2 separate regions of the Mus musculus genome follow, and region 1 is linked to region 2. Evidence: chromatin contacts called from public HiChIP or PLAC-seq data. All regions are on one chromosome and are shown on one strand. Each heading gives the region's core, a stretch centred on a gene start, on an enhancer-like site or on the middle of the called end of the contact. The rest is flanking DNA. Distances are from core to core; before and after follow the strand shown. Region 1 overlaps Uck2 (uridine-cytidine kinase 2). Region 2 has its middle 57 kb from the start of Gm16701.

Region 1 (5,897 bases), core at 733-3,232, 300 kb after region 2:
TGGCCCCAAACCCTTGGGTGGGTGGAAGGCTGATGGGGGGGGGGGGGTCCCTGCAGCCTCACAAGGGACATCCTGGCTAAGGGCCACTCTGTCCAGCATGCCACAATCCCATCAAGTTGTTGAGGCTACTTCAGAATCAGGGGGAGGGAAGCCTAGCAACCAGCCAGCCAGGCTTAAAGGAGCCAATCAACAGGCAGATTCATCATTTCCATCCCCTCGGTTAACACTTGCCCTGACCTCAGCTGACCTCATCAGCTGGTGGTGGGAAAAGGCCAAGCAGGGACGGCCATCTGGCCCCTTCGCTCTGGTACTGCGAATAAGTCATACCAATTACTCTTCAGTCTTTCCCGGTTAGTATGATTACTAAGTTCTATGGTGTCCATCTCAAGAAAAAAGAAAAAAAACATCATGCCCCCCCCCCCCAGACATTAGGTCACTTTTTTGGGCTCAGGGGGTGTTCCTCACACAACTCACAGGCTCTAATTTACAGGCATGAGAACATCAAAACACCCATCATTTGCTCTGGCCACAACTGAGAAGAAAATTCAAATCTGTTGATTCTAACGGGAGCAAGCCAATCTTGTGGCCACGGCAGAGAGGTGTCCACTCGAATGCTTCCCTAGAGTAGCTGCAAGCCATCGATATAGGCTTAAGCGTGGGTAGCCCAAAACCATGCAATGCTAAGCGGGCAAACTAACCACAAAGCGGACCAACTGTGTGCTCAAGACACAGACAGGATCTCAATGAGAAACTTGCTGAACTGCTACAAATGCATGAGGTTCCCCAGTACCCCAAAGAGGCCACAGACCATTCCAATAACCCAAGAATCAGCTGTGGCTCAGCTTTTACCCCAGGGACTGGCCAGGCTGTACCACAGAGGAGCTGGAAGTTGGGGGGGGGGGGGCACGGCGGTGTCTCAGTTCAGCAGAGGTCCTTCTCTTTAAACCCGGCACCTGTAAAGTGTACACCGCTCCTTTTTAGTTAGCATCGGCCATGATTTGAACTATTCTCTCCTAGGGTCTATCCTGACCGACACAAAACTCTTAAATACTTAGTAGAGGTGGCTGGTTGTGTGTTCCGAATCTCCAGCCCTGAGCATTAACGTTTTCGGCCCTTCCTTGCGCTGCGTCATCATGCTAAATTCTAGTCACATTAATATGTAGAGGTCTTAAGCGAAAGGTTTCTGGAAGCTCCTTAAATAATTAAGTACTCCCCCCTTTTGTCCCTCCTAGTAAACACTTGCTAGCTGGAGCTTAAGCAGCCACCCTGAAGCAACTAAAGATAGACAGTAGCTAGACAAAGTAAGTCTGAGAGTCAGGGAACCACAAATCAGATAAAAGAGTAGGAGCATGCTATGTTCAGAATATGTCCTCCAAAGTCAGGCTGGACGTGTATGTGAATCTGACAGTATCAGAGGTGAGGGTACTGGGGGAGAGGGGAGAGTTCTTGACACACTGAGTATAGGTGTGATTTACACATGCACACCTTCCCACCAAGTTCAGGTGACGGTTGACCAAAGCTACAGTCCTATCTGAGAATAGGAAATTTAATGCTTTTTAATGCTTCCAAAGAAAGGGGGAGGGGGGGGGAGAATTGGAGGGAAAAAAGAAAGAAAGGAAATGCCTCCTGTAGGGCATTTCCCTAATTAGTGACTGCTAGGGGAGGGCCCAGGCTATTACAGATGGTACCAGCCCTGGGCCAGAGGTCCTGGATATTATAAGAAAGCAGGCTTAATAAGCCATGAGAAGCAGGCCAGTAAGCAGCACCCTCCATGGCCTCTGCATCAGCTCCTGCCTCCCAGTTCCCATCCTGACTGCCTTTGGTGATGAAAACTGATGCCAAGTGTGAGCCACATAAGCCCTTCCCTCCCAGGGTTGCTTTTGGCCAGTGTTTCATCACAGCAACAGTAACCCTGACTAAACCCTGACTATGACACAGAACCTGCAGCTAGAGCCATCTCAACCCTCAACCCAACCTATGACGTGGGTGACACTATCCTCTCTTACCTAACTCTCTGAGTCACAGAGAGGCAGAGTAAGTGATTCTGCCTGTGACCACACACTGCAAAAGCAGCTGTGCCTGGCTCAGGACAGCCTGGCTGAGGGTGGGGGTGGGGGGGGGGTGCTCATAATCACTGCACACCTGCCAGGCCTGCCCCACTTCCGAGCAGACAGAAAGCCCCGGGACTCTTCAAACGGGTGCAGTGCCAATGTGCTCAGACCCAGCATCGCTGGGGAGACTCTGCAACCCTCCTTGCAGGCTCTGCAAAGCAAGTGCTTGCTGGGCCTCTCGGGAAGTTAATTGTTCTGATGACTACTTCACGATGGAGGGAAAGGTAAGCCACTGCTGATTGTCGACAATTAGTTCTTTTGGTTAAAAGATGTCTGAGCACATGCTGAAGGGGGCACAGATGGCTACTCTAGGAAGCAGGTGAGCCACTGCTGTGTTCTAGGGGGAAAGGAGCGAGCGAGGTCACAGCAAAGCATAACACAGGGATTACTCCACTTGTGCTTAGCCTCGTGCTGTGAACTCAGAAGGACCAGGCTAAGAATGGCAGCGTTCCTACCCTCTTATCCAGCAAGAAGCTAACAGTCCTGAGTTAGTCATTAGCTAGGCAAGAGTTAGCTAGCGAGATGGCTCAGTGGGTAAGAGCACTGTCTGTTCTCCCAAAGGTCCTGAGTTCAAATCCAAGCAACCACATGGTGGCTCACAACCACAAAAAGGACAAACACTGCTCACAAAGAACTGAGGTCTAGGGTCATCCTGTCTGGTCACCAGCTGTGCAGAGGCAAACTCCCCTCGTACAGCAGAATGCCAGGATTCCGGTGGTCACACTAACCCTCACATGAGGTAACAATGACTCTAAACAGTCACTCTGCAGAAACGACTTCAGCCCTTCTGTGTAAAGAAATGAATTCTTTCTGCCTCCACTTCCTCACCCTCCGCCTGAATACAGAATCGGTGGCCGTGCCTGGGCTTGCTGCTGCTAGCTTTGGTGAATCTGCTAAGTCCTTTCTGAAGCTCGAGGCAGAGGGCAGAGATCACACTGGAGGGTCAATCATTCCTCTCACTTCAGGACACAAGTGGGGCTGGTCCAGCTCCTTCCCCTCACACAGGGGGATTAAGGGACAAACTGGAGTGGTGAAACTCAATACTCAAGGTCGCTTGCCCCCAAGGACACAACATCTACCCATTTGCTCTCACCTGGCTTCTTCTACACAGGGAAGACGCCTACAACAGAGGTGATGCGCTGAGAAGTGAGAAGGCAGCTGACTGCCTCTCCTGTTTATACAGCATTGAATCACAGGTGGGCGGGGGCAAGAGAGGGTAAATGGCCAAAGTACATAATATGCACCTATAAAAATCCATACCCATCATCCTGGACAATCAACACACTTGTGAACAAGGACAATGAAAGGCAGAGCCGTGTCAGTGGATCCTCTGAAGATCTTCCAGAGGGAAGGACCACACGGACAGACAAACAGTCCATGTACACAGACAGACCAAGAGGGGGTGCTTAGGTGAACACAGCCTTTGTTGGCCTATTCTTCCACTCCATGCACAAGCACTGGAAACCCAGAGACCTGCCCAGGAAGGTTATTTTCAATTTCTTCTTTTGTTCCCATCCAGCATCAAAATCTAATGCCCAAGTCTAATGCCCTAGTGCAAGGTGGCAGAGGAGAAACTGTGTGCCAAGCACCTCCCTCCCTCCCGTCCCTCCATCCATCTCTTCCTTTTGGAGTCTTTTTTACTCTCTTTGAGAACAATTTATCATTCGATCTTCATAACTTCTGACAAGACTTCAATTGCTTTCCTGGCAGTCGGTTCCCGAGGACGCTCCCTTCCTTACCAGTGTTCCTGGATCTGCCATTCATCGCTGCCTCCAGGCTCCCAAACACCTACAACTTCACACTCCATATAAAAACTAACTCACGTTTTAGAAAAGCAAAACACAGAGATAGTACAGAGATTGGAAGTTGCTTGGAGTTAGGCAGGAGGGAGGAATAGATGGGTAAATGGGGACTTAAGGCAGGCAAGTTCCCCAGTTACTAAAATAGTGGGCATGACCAACGCCACTGAACACACACAGCACCAAGAGAGATGTGAACAGTGGGCTTCAGTGCCAGTGGGCCGCTGTAGGTTCACAAAGCAAAGAATGTACCACTGGGGGGCGGGGGGGGGGTGGTGCCTGTGGGGGAAAGGAAGGGGAATCGCCTATACTTGTTCAATTGTAACTACTATCTGTTGCTGCAATATGTCCACAAAGAAGCGTGTACACAAACGTTCACAGACACTTTCTTGTTAGACTAGAAAAACCCCTGGGCAAGAGAACAGGATCTGGGGCCTGAGTGGACACCCAACATTCCCGTTGAGCTGTTTCAAATCACTTTGGCTCAAGAGTCCATCCCTAGAAAGGCGGGCTCACCTTAAGCCATGCAGAAGACACAGGCCAAATAATTAGTCCTTGGACGAGCAACAGAGGGCAAAAAGCAGGAAAAAGCTCACTGGTCAGCCAAGCCAGTCTCTTGAACTCAGTGAGAGACCTCGTCTTGAAAGACAGGTAGATCAAGGGAAGACACTCAACAGCAAGTTTGGGCCTCCCCACACATATGCACACGTGTGCATACAACACCATACACATACATATGACTTAAACAGTAAAGCTCAAGAAATTCTTGTTGATATGATTATATTCACCTTAACATTTGGGGGAAAAAAAAAGGCCTTCCCAAGTCATAGATTTCTTAATCTTTTCTCCATTTCATGTCCTTTTTACTACTCAGTGGTTCCTTCATCCTTTTGCCTCCCCAAAGTATCAAACGGGTCAGAGGAGGCCAGAAAGAGGGCAGCAATTCAGCAGCTCCAGATGCTGGAAACAGGCCAGACCCTCGGTGAGTACAGAGACCTGAGAGGGTAGGGTGGTAAGGAGCTTCCGGTGAACGCTCCAGAGAGTGCCAGACAGGCCTGCAGCTGTGAGCTCCTGGAATCCATCACTGCAGAGACCCAGGCTCTGCTTCCAGTCCGCTCGCTCACACTAGAAAGGCCTAGGCTTTGGGCCACACTAAAGGAGCCGGACCCGTGGCACATCTGAGAGACAGAGGTCTACTGCCCAGTTCATGGTGTCTTTAAACACAGGTGCTAGTTCCCACTTCACGCCAGGTGGTCTGCGGAGGGAGGGCTTGTTCTCCCCAACCACAGGAAACAGCTAATGCACACTTGCACACACACCCACACACACCCCTGTGGGGGTTGGGGGTGGGGGTGTACACCACACAGAAAAACCTCACACACACACACACACACAAAAAAAAAACTCCGGGGTGTCCATGCCCATCCCCGAGCCTTTGGTGAAATAGTGCCACCTACAGAACTAGAGACACAAAATCAAGAAACAGTAGCGTGTGTTTCTAATCCATCCCGGACAACCTCCTACTTCCACCAAGGTCTACTCCTTCAGGAAAGCAACCTGATGTGTTCTGTCAGTCCACAGGACAGTGAGAAGCTTAAAACTCTCCTGTATCATTTAGGGAAAAAACAAAACAAAACAAAACAAAAAAAAAAAAAAAAAACCTGGAAGACACTGCACCACACAGCTCAGTGACAACCTAAATAGCCGCTATCTTCTTCCTTGTAAGAAAATTATCCTTTACCAAAGGTACTGAGAAAGCTCAGCTATTCCTTCCAAACAGAGCCGAAACTTTGCTGACATTATTCCACAAACAAAAACTCCGAAAAGCTATATTATACAATACTGGGGAAACATGGGAGGCAAAACATTGTGACCTGGGGTTTGGAGTGGTGTGGGATATGATACCTGAAGCAGAGAAAGCCAAAGGAAAATCAGGGAAGCTGGACTTCGTAGGAAGAGTACTGACCATGGAGTAGAAAGGAATCCG
Region 2 (5,822 bases), core at 3,277-5,776:
TAAATGTGTGTGTGTTTGCATGTGTGTACACCACAAATGTTGTATAAGATGACTTAAGCATACGAAGGTATGTGGAAAGATGCCCCAGAAATGGGTGGGTCATAGCAGTTGTGAAAGAAAATTATCTTAATAGCGTTCTCACGCCCGGCCAGGAAAGACGCAACAGACCAGAATCTTCTGCGGCAAAACTTTATTGCTTACATCTTTGGGAGCCAGGAGGGCAAGCGCCCAGCGCCCAGCCCCAAAAACGAAAGCCCTTTCAATTACATCTTTAGGAGCCAGAGCTCCGGCGCGCGCTCTATTGTTTACATCTTTAGGCAGCGAGCGAGCGCAGGGCGCGCAGAGCCAGAGAGATGCCAGCGAGCGAGAATGGCGGAAAAACCCGTCCCCTTTTTTAGGAGCGTTATATTTCGCCTAGGACGCATCACTCCCTGATTGGCTGCAGCCCATGGCCGAGCTGACGTTCACGGGGAAGGCAGAGCACATGGAGTGGAGAACCACCCTCGGCACATGCGCAGATTATTTGTTTACCACTTAGAACACAGCTGTCAGCGCCATCTTGTAACGGCGAATGTGGGCGCGGCTCCCAACAAAATTATACTGGGTGGGATTTCTAAACATACTCAAGTTAGTTAACTGTCCACATCTCAGCTTAAGCAGAAAGCTTTTAAACTATTAAAATGTAAATGGTCTGGTCTATAATTTACTGTAAACTCAATAGGACCCACTCCCTGACACTTACAAAATATGTTGTACTGGGGGCACTGCTCTCTACTTTGATTTCCTCATTCAAAAGTGAGTTCATAATAATATTTACCCCGTGGAGTGAGGTAAGCCTTGAAAGAGCTAACACACAGAAAACTCTCGGAATTTTGCTATTTGTCATTTACATTTGTTTGGCTGGTTCTTTGCTGAAAACTGTGTCCAAAGCCATCCGTCGCATGAACCTGCTCAGTAAGTAAATAGATGACTGCTTGCTTGTGAGATTTTCTGATTAGCTTTCCCCACCCCCTTTTCTCTCCATCTTCCCCTCCTCACTGGGAGGAAGTATATTCCTTGCTTGCCCTCAGAAACTGAGAGAATAGAAGTAGAACAGCCATCCAGGCCACGTGATAACACCAAAGGACTTAGCAGGCTAGAGGCCCAGTCAGCACATAATGAAGGGAGATTTATCTTGGGAGGAAAATTAAATTAGCCCATCTAGGAAGACATAATTCACTATCTACTCCACCTGCAATGGAGGGCAAGCTTCAGATAAGTAGACCTTGGAGAGCAGGATGAGAAAAGGGCAGGGGCAGGAATGTGGCCAGTGTCCCTCTCCACACCACCTGGGTGCCAGGTGACAGACACACTGCAAAGCATCTCCTCCTCCTGGGGACAAGTAATGTTTGCTTGATTTTGATTTTCAACTCCAGTAGAGGTCAGTGGCCAAGTGGTAGCTTCAATCCTGCACCAAAGGAATATTTTTACCAGTTATGTTAATCATTGTTTGATCAGCTTTAATAAACAAATTGGAGCAACTACAGAGAGTCTCAACCTCTCCTGGATTCTGAGCTCTGGTGATAAATACAAACATCACATCTACTAAAAGGAAAGGTCTCATAGCATTGTATAGATACCGCCTTTGTCCCCAAAGCCACTGCCTAAAACCATGCTGCAGTCCAGAGAGGGGCACTTGCCTGTATCTGTATGTCTAAGTTTCCTGCAGCAGAGGCCTGCCTCTTTTTCTTCTGGAGAGTCAGGTCATCTCAGGAGACTTTGTGTCTCCTCACAACTAAGAACTAAGGCTTTAGGACCCAGCTCATCAATAAGGAGGCAATCCTACTTGAAAGGGCACCATCTTAATTGGCTTAACACTAATATCAATGGAGAAAACAAAGAGAGCTATTGCATAATTAGCTAATGAAATAGGACCATAGGGACCAGGAATAGTAGATCCAGAAGAAGCTGTCTAAATCTGAGCAGTATCTCCTCCCTGCACCTGGGCTTGTACCTGTACCTCAACCCATTGGGTAAGAAGGATCTTCTGATGAGGATTTTCTGGAGAATCCAGAAAGACCCACGGGGACTGAGAACCCTCCAGCTCCTTGGTGTTGCTCACAGAGCATCCTGGAGAACTCAATTTTTCTACATAGTGCAGCATTAGGCTCTCTCACTCTCCCTTAGAAGCCCCCCTTGGAGCTGAACAGGCCCCTAAGCTGGCTTCTCTGCCTCGAAATCCCCTACCTTCCAGTGTCCCCCACTTCACTCCTATTTGTCCTGGAATTGGCCTTTTAAAAAATGAATTGTATGTGCCCACGTGATCTATTTAAAGCATAAATCTAACAGTGTCAACTTCTGCTCTTCCAATTAAAAACCCCCAGCCTGTGGGTTCCACACAGCTCTCATGGATACAGAGCTCCATGAAACACTAAGAATGTGACACAGCTCTGCCCTCAGAAAGCCTGATGAGAGAAGACAGTGAAACAACTCCACAAGCACCCATGACTCAGCAGCACGAAGAAAGGGACCATGAGAACCTCCCTTGGGAGCACTGGAGGTCAAGCAGGGGCTAGCTTGCAGAAGGAACATATGACTAGAGATGTCAATGATGCACTGAGAACCAAAAACCAGTATTTCTTGAAGCCTATTAATATTAGGCAGAGGGAGCTGTTCAGAGTGCTGTAACTACTGCCTTTTGAGGCTCAGGGATCATGGTAGAAGGGTTGGAAAGATTCAAGAGCCAGAGCGAGTGGATGTCTGTACAAAACAGAATTTGGTAGATGTGACGGTGCACTTGCACCCAAAAACTCACAAAGGTTGGGACTAATTGTACAAGATTAAATCCAGACAAAACCCCAGCCCTGAGACGGAGGGGCTTGTGAAGCATCATCCATAGCTGAAGAGCTCTTGATAGTAGCTGGCTACTGAGGGGGAGGGAGAATCACTTCCTCAGAGACACAGGTCCTGAGAGGCTACCCATGCTGCAGTAGGTGGTGCCCAGGAACATACAGGCAGCATCGAGTGGATTCAGTAGGCTTTCTCTTTTTTTAAAGGTGAGAGAGAAGTCACATGACATTTGGAAGAAACAGTGAAGGAGCATTAGGGAGGAGTTGGAGGGATGGGGATGGGAGATGGATTGGTTCCAAACACATTATACGTGTGTAAAAATGTTACATATTTCTATTTTTTAAAAGAATCCTTTTTAAAGGGAATGATAAGCTGAATTCTAATAGAGAAGAAGGAGAGTTAAAGGGAGAGGAGGAGGGGAGGGGGGATGGGAAGGGAAGAGACAAAAGTGCATTGCAGGTTAGTGAGAGCGGGTACTACTTCACGCAGTATTTGTAGAATGCAGCAGTATTAAGTATTTTCCTCACTTCATGCTGTGAAGAAAGTAGAGAAGAGACTGGGAACACACAAGCACATCCCATAGTGGGAATAGTTTCTTCTGAGGTTCAGTGGTGTGAGAGGGAGCAGGGGGTATTTACTTTCATGGTGAGAAAGAGAGAGAAAGATAGAAGGAGATAGAGTGAAACAGAGAGAGACAGAGAGCCCTGAGCATCCATTCAGAAACTACATTTTCAGTTCTCTGACCAAAGCAGCAGAGAGACCACAAAGATCTACGCATGATCTCCTATATTGATAAATTTACGAATGTGTCATTTGGAGAAAACACCCACTATATAACAAAATATCAGAGTAGGTCTGGAAAACAAATGCAGTAATAAACCAAATATGGTGCCAAGGAAGTTGCTTCAGTAAGAGACCATCTTGGAGAGCTTCACAACAGAGGGGGACTTTCCTTGAGCCCCAGAAGATGGAAAGAAATTCAGCAAATATGAGCTCTAGGAGTGAGAAGCATGCGACACAACTCCAAATCTTCTAGATAAGGAATTACAGTTGGAATCAAGTCAGTAGAGGGTGCATTTGGAGTATGGTAGGTTGGTCTGAAAAGATCAGAGGAAGTCATAAGTGAGACTAGGGGTAGCAAGTAGCACCCAGATCAAGCAAGGCATTGCCTTCCCACATTTTTTAAAAATGTTTTTAAAAAACGAGATTTTTCTCTGCAGGCAAAAGCACACAGGGAAACTTATTAACAGGGAAGAAACATACACATTGTTATAGGTTAATTAGCAACGGGGACAGGAAAGATCAGTGACAGTGACATCTCTGAGTGACAGGTCTCAGGCCTCATCAGGCTGGTGGGGACAGCAGCTTCCCACAAGGGCCAGCTAATGTCAGGATCTATCCTTTCCTCAAACTTGACAACATGCACAGGTCCCATAGCCTTCACTACCTTGGTGTTGTCCTCTATGATTCATGGATGCTGCAGAGACTGGGGAAGACAAAATATGTTCAAGCACATAGATAGAAGTTTACCACTCTCTAGGGGAAAGTGCTCCAAATCTAGTCTTAGCAGGCCCCACCACATAAAAAAAAAAAAAAAAAAAAAAAACAACTATATTTTAAAGCATAGATTACTGGTTGGTGCTTTTTAGTTCTTAAGACTTATTGTTAACCTACCTCAACTTCTTTTAGCTCAGTGGTTCTCAACCTTCCCAACACTTTGACCCAGTTCCTCATGTCGTGGTAACCCCCAACCATAAAATTATCTCATTGCTACTTCATAACTGTAATTTGGCTACTGTTATGAATCACAATGTAAATATCTGCTAGACAGGATATCTGATACGTGACCTAGTGGCTTCGTGACCCACAGGTTGAGAACCATTGCTTTAGCAGGTCAAACATTAAAAGTGCTGAGAGCAAAACCAGACTAGAGTGAAGCTCACTGCAGAATGCTTCTGTAACTAATGATAGCATCACGATACCACAGAAATCAGAGAATCCAGCTGGCCGTGGCAGTGCACAGCTGGGTGGCGGTGGCCATGAATAAAGTTCAGCTGGTAATGTACTTGGCCTAGCACAGGCAAGGCTGCCTGCCACTCTGGCTTTGCTCCTCAGAACGTAATAAGGCTGAGTGCAGTGGGACATCTACCCTCCTGATATGAAGACAGGAAGATCTGAAGTTAAGTTCAAGGCCTGCCTGAGCAACGTGAGACCCTGACTCCAAAGAAATGGGGCATATAGAAAGAAGAAGGAGAGAGGGAGAGGGAGAGGGAGAGGGAGAGGGAGAGGGAGAGGGAGAGGGAGAGGGAGAGGGAGAGGGAGAGGGAGAGGGAGAGGGAGAGGGAGAGGGAGAGAAGAAAGCCAATCAGTCAGCCAGCCATAGGACCTGTCCCCAGGTGGTATCGCACATCCATACAGAACACTGACAGATCTGCTCATTTCCTGTCTGTCCAGGTCCCTAGTCTTGAGTCACTATTAAGTCATCATCTCCATGAAAGGAGCAGTGAATGGACTTTCTCATCTGACATATCCTCAGCTCCTAACTCATAAGCAAGCTATGACCGGGTGTGTGGATGATGCCCAGAGTCTTCCAGTAAGCACACAGTGTGTCCTCTACCACCCAGATGCCATGGGATAAGTCCCTCATTCATTCTCTCTCTCTCTCTCTTTCTCTCTCTCTCTCCCCTCTGTGTGTCTGTGTTTCTGTCTGTCTATCTGTCTCTCTCTCTTTCATATGCATTTGCACACATGTATTCATGTGTGCTTGTGTGTGTGTGTGTGTGTGTGTGTGTGTATGTGTGTAAACTTCTAAATTCCATGTTCTTTTTTTTTTAATTTTGTAATTATATTTAGGTACAGAAAATTCAGCATACATTTAACCCAATTTAGTGGCGAGTTCTTTAGCCTTTGCTTTTTCCAGCTTGGCAATTCGAGCCACAGACTTAGGACCCAGGACGTTGCCTCCCCAGTGGCGACGGATCTCGTCATATCTG

The links. HiChIP or PLAC-seq counts read pairs in DNA pulled down with a chosen protein or histone mark.
Region 1: a contact with region 2 is called in a FOXA1 HiChIP or PLAC-seq map of pancreatic cancer cells. The contact joins two enhancer-like sites. A contact is called at or near these places in 1 of 115 datasets of contacts at active chromatin or transcription factors (pancreatic cancer cells) and 1 of 9 other capture datasets (adipose tissue).

What each region holds. Positions count from the first base shown.
Region 1 is chr1:167,240,354-167,246,250 of GRCm38.p6, forward strand. The region is part of intron 1 of Uck2 (uridine-cytidine kinase 2); the gene reads right to left. Among named protein-coding and RNA genes, the nearest start is that of Gm46170, 24 kb to the right of the region's middle. Within about 2 kb of position 1,983, at least 129 of the 459 cell types and tissues checked have an H3K27ac peak or open chromatin away from gene starts, as enhancers often do. A contact at or near this core is called in pancreatic cancer cells, where this site is marked.
Region 2 is chr1:166,939,890-166,945,711 of GRCm38.p6, forward strand. It overlaps the pseudogene Gm6286. Among named protein-coding and RNA genes, the nearest start is that of Gm16701, 57 kb to the right of the region's middle. Within about 2 kb of position 4,527, at least 8 of the 459 cell types and tissues checked have an H3K27ac peak or open chromatin away from gene starts, as enhancers often do. A contact at or near this core is called in pancreatic cancer cells, where this site is marked.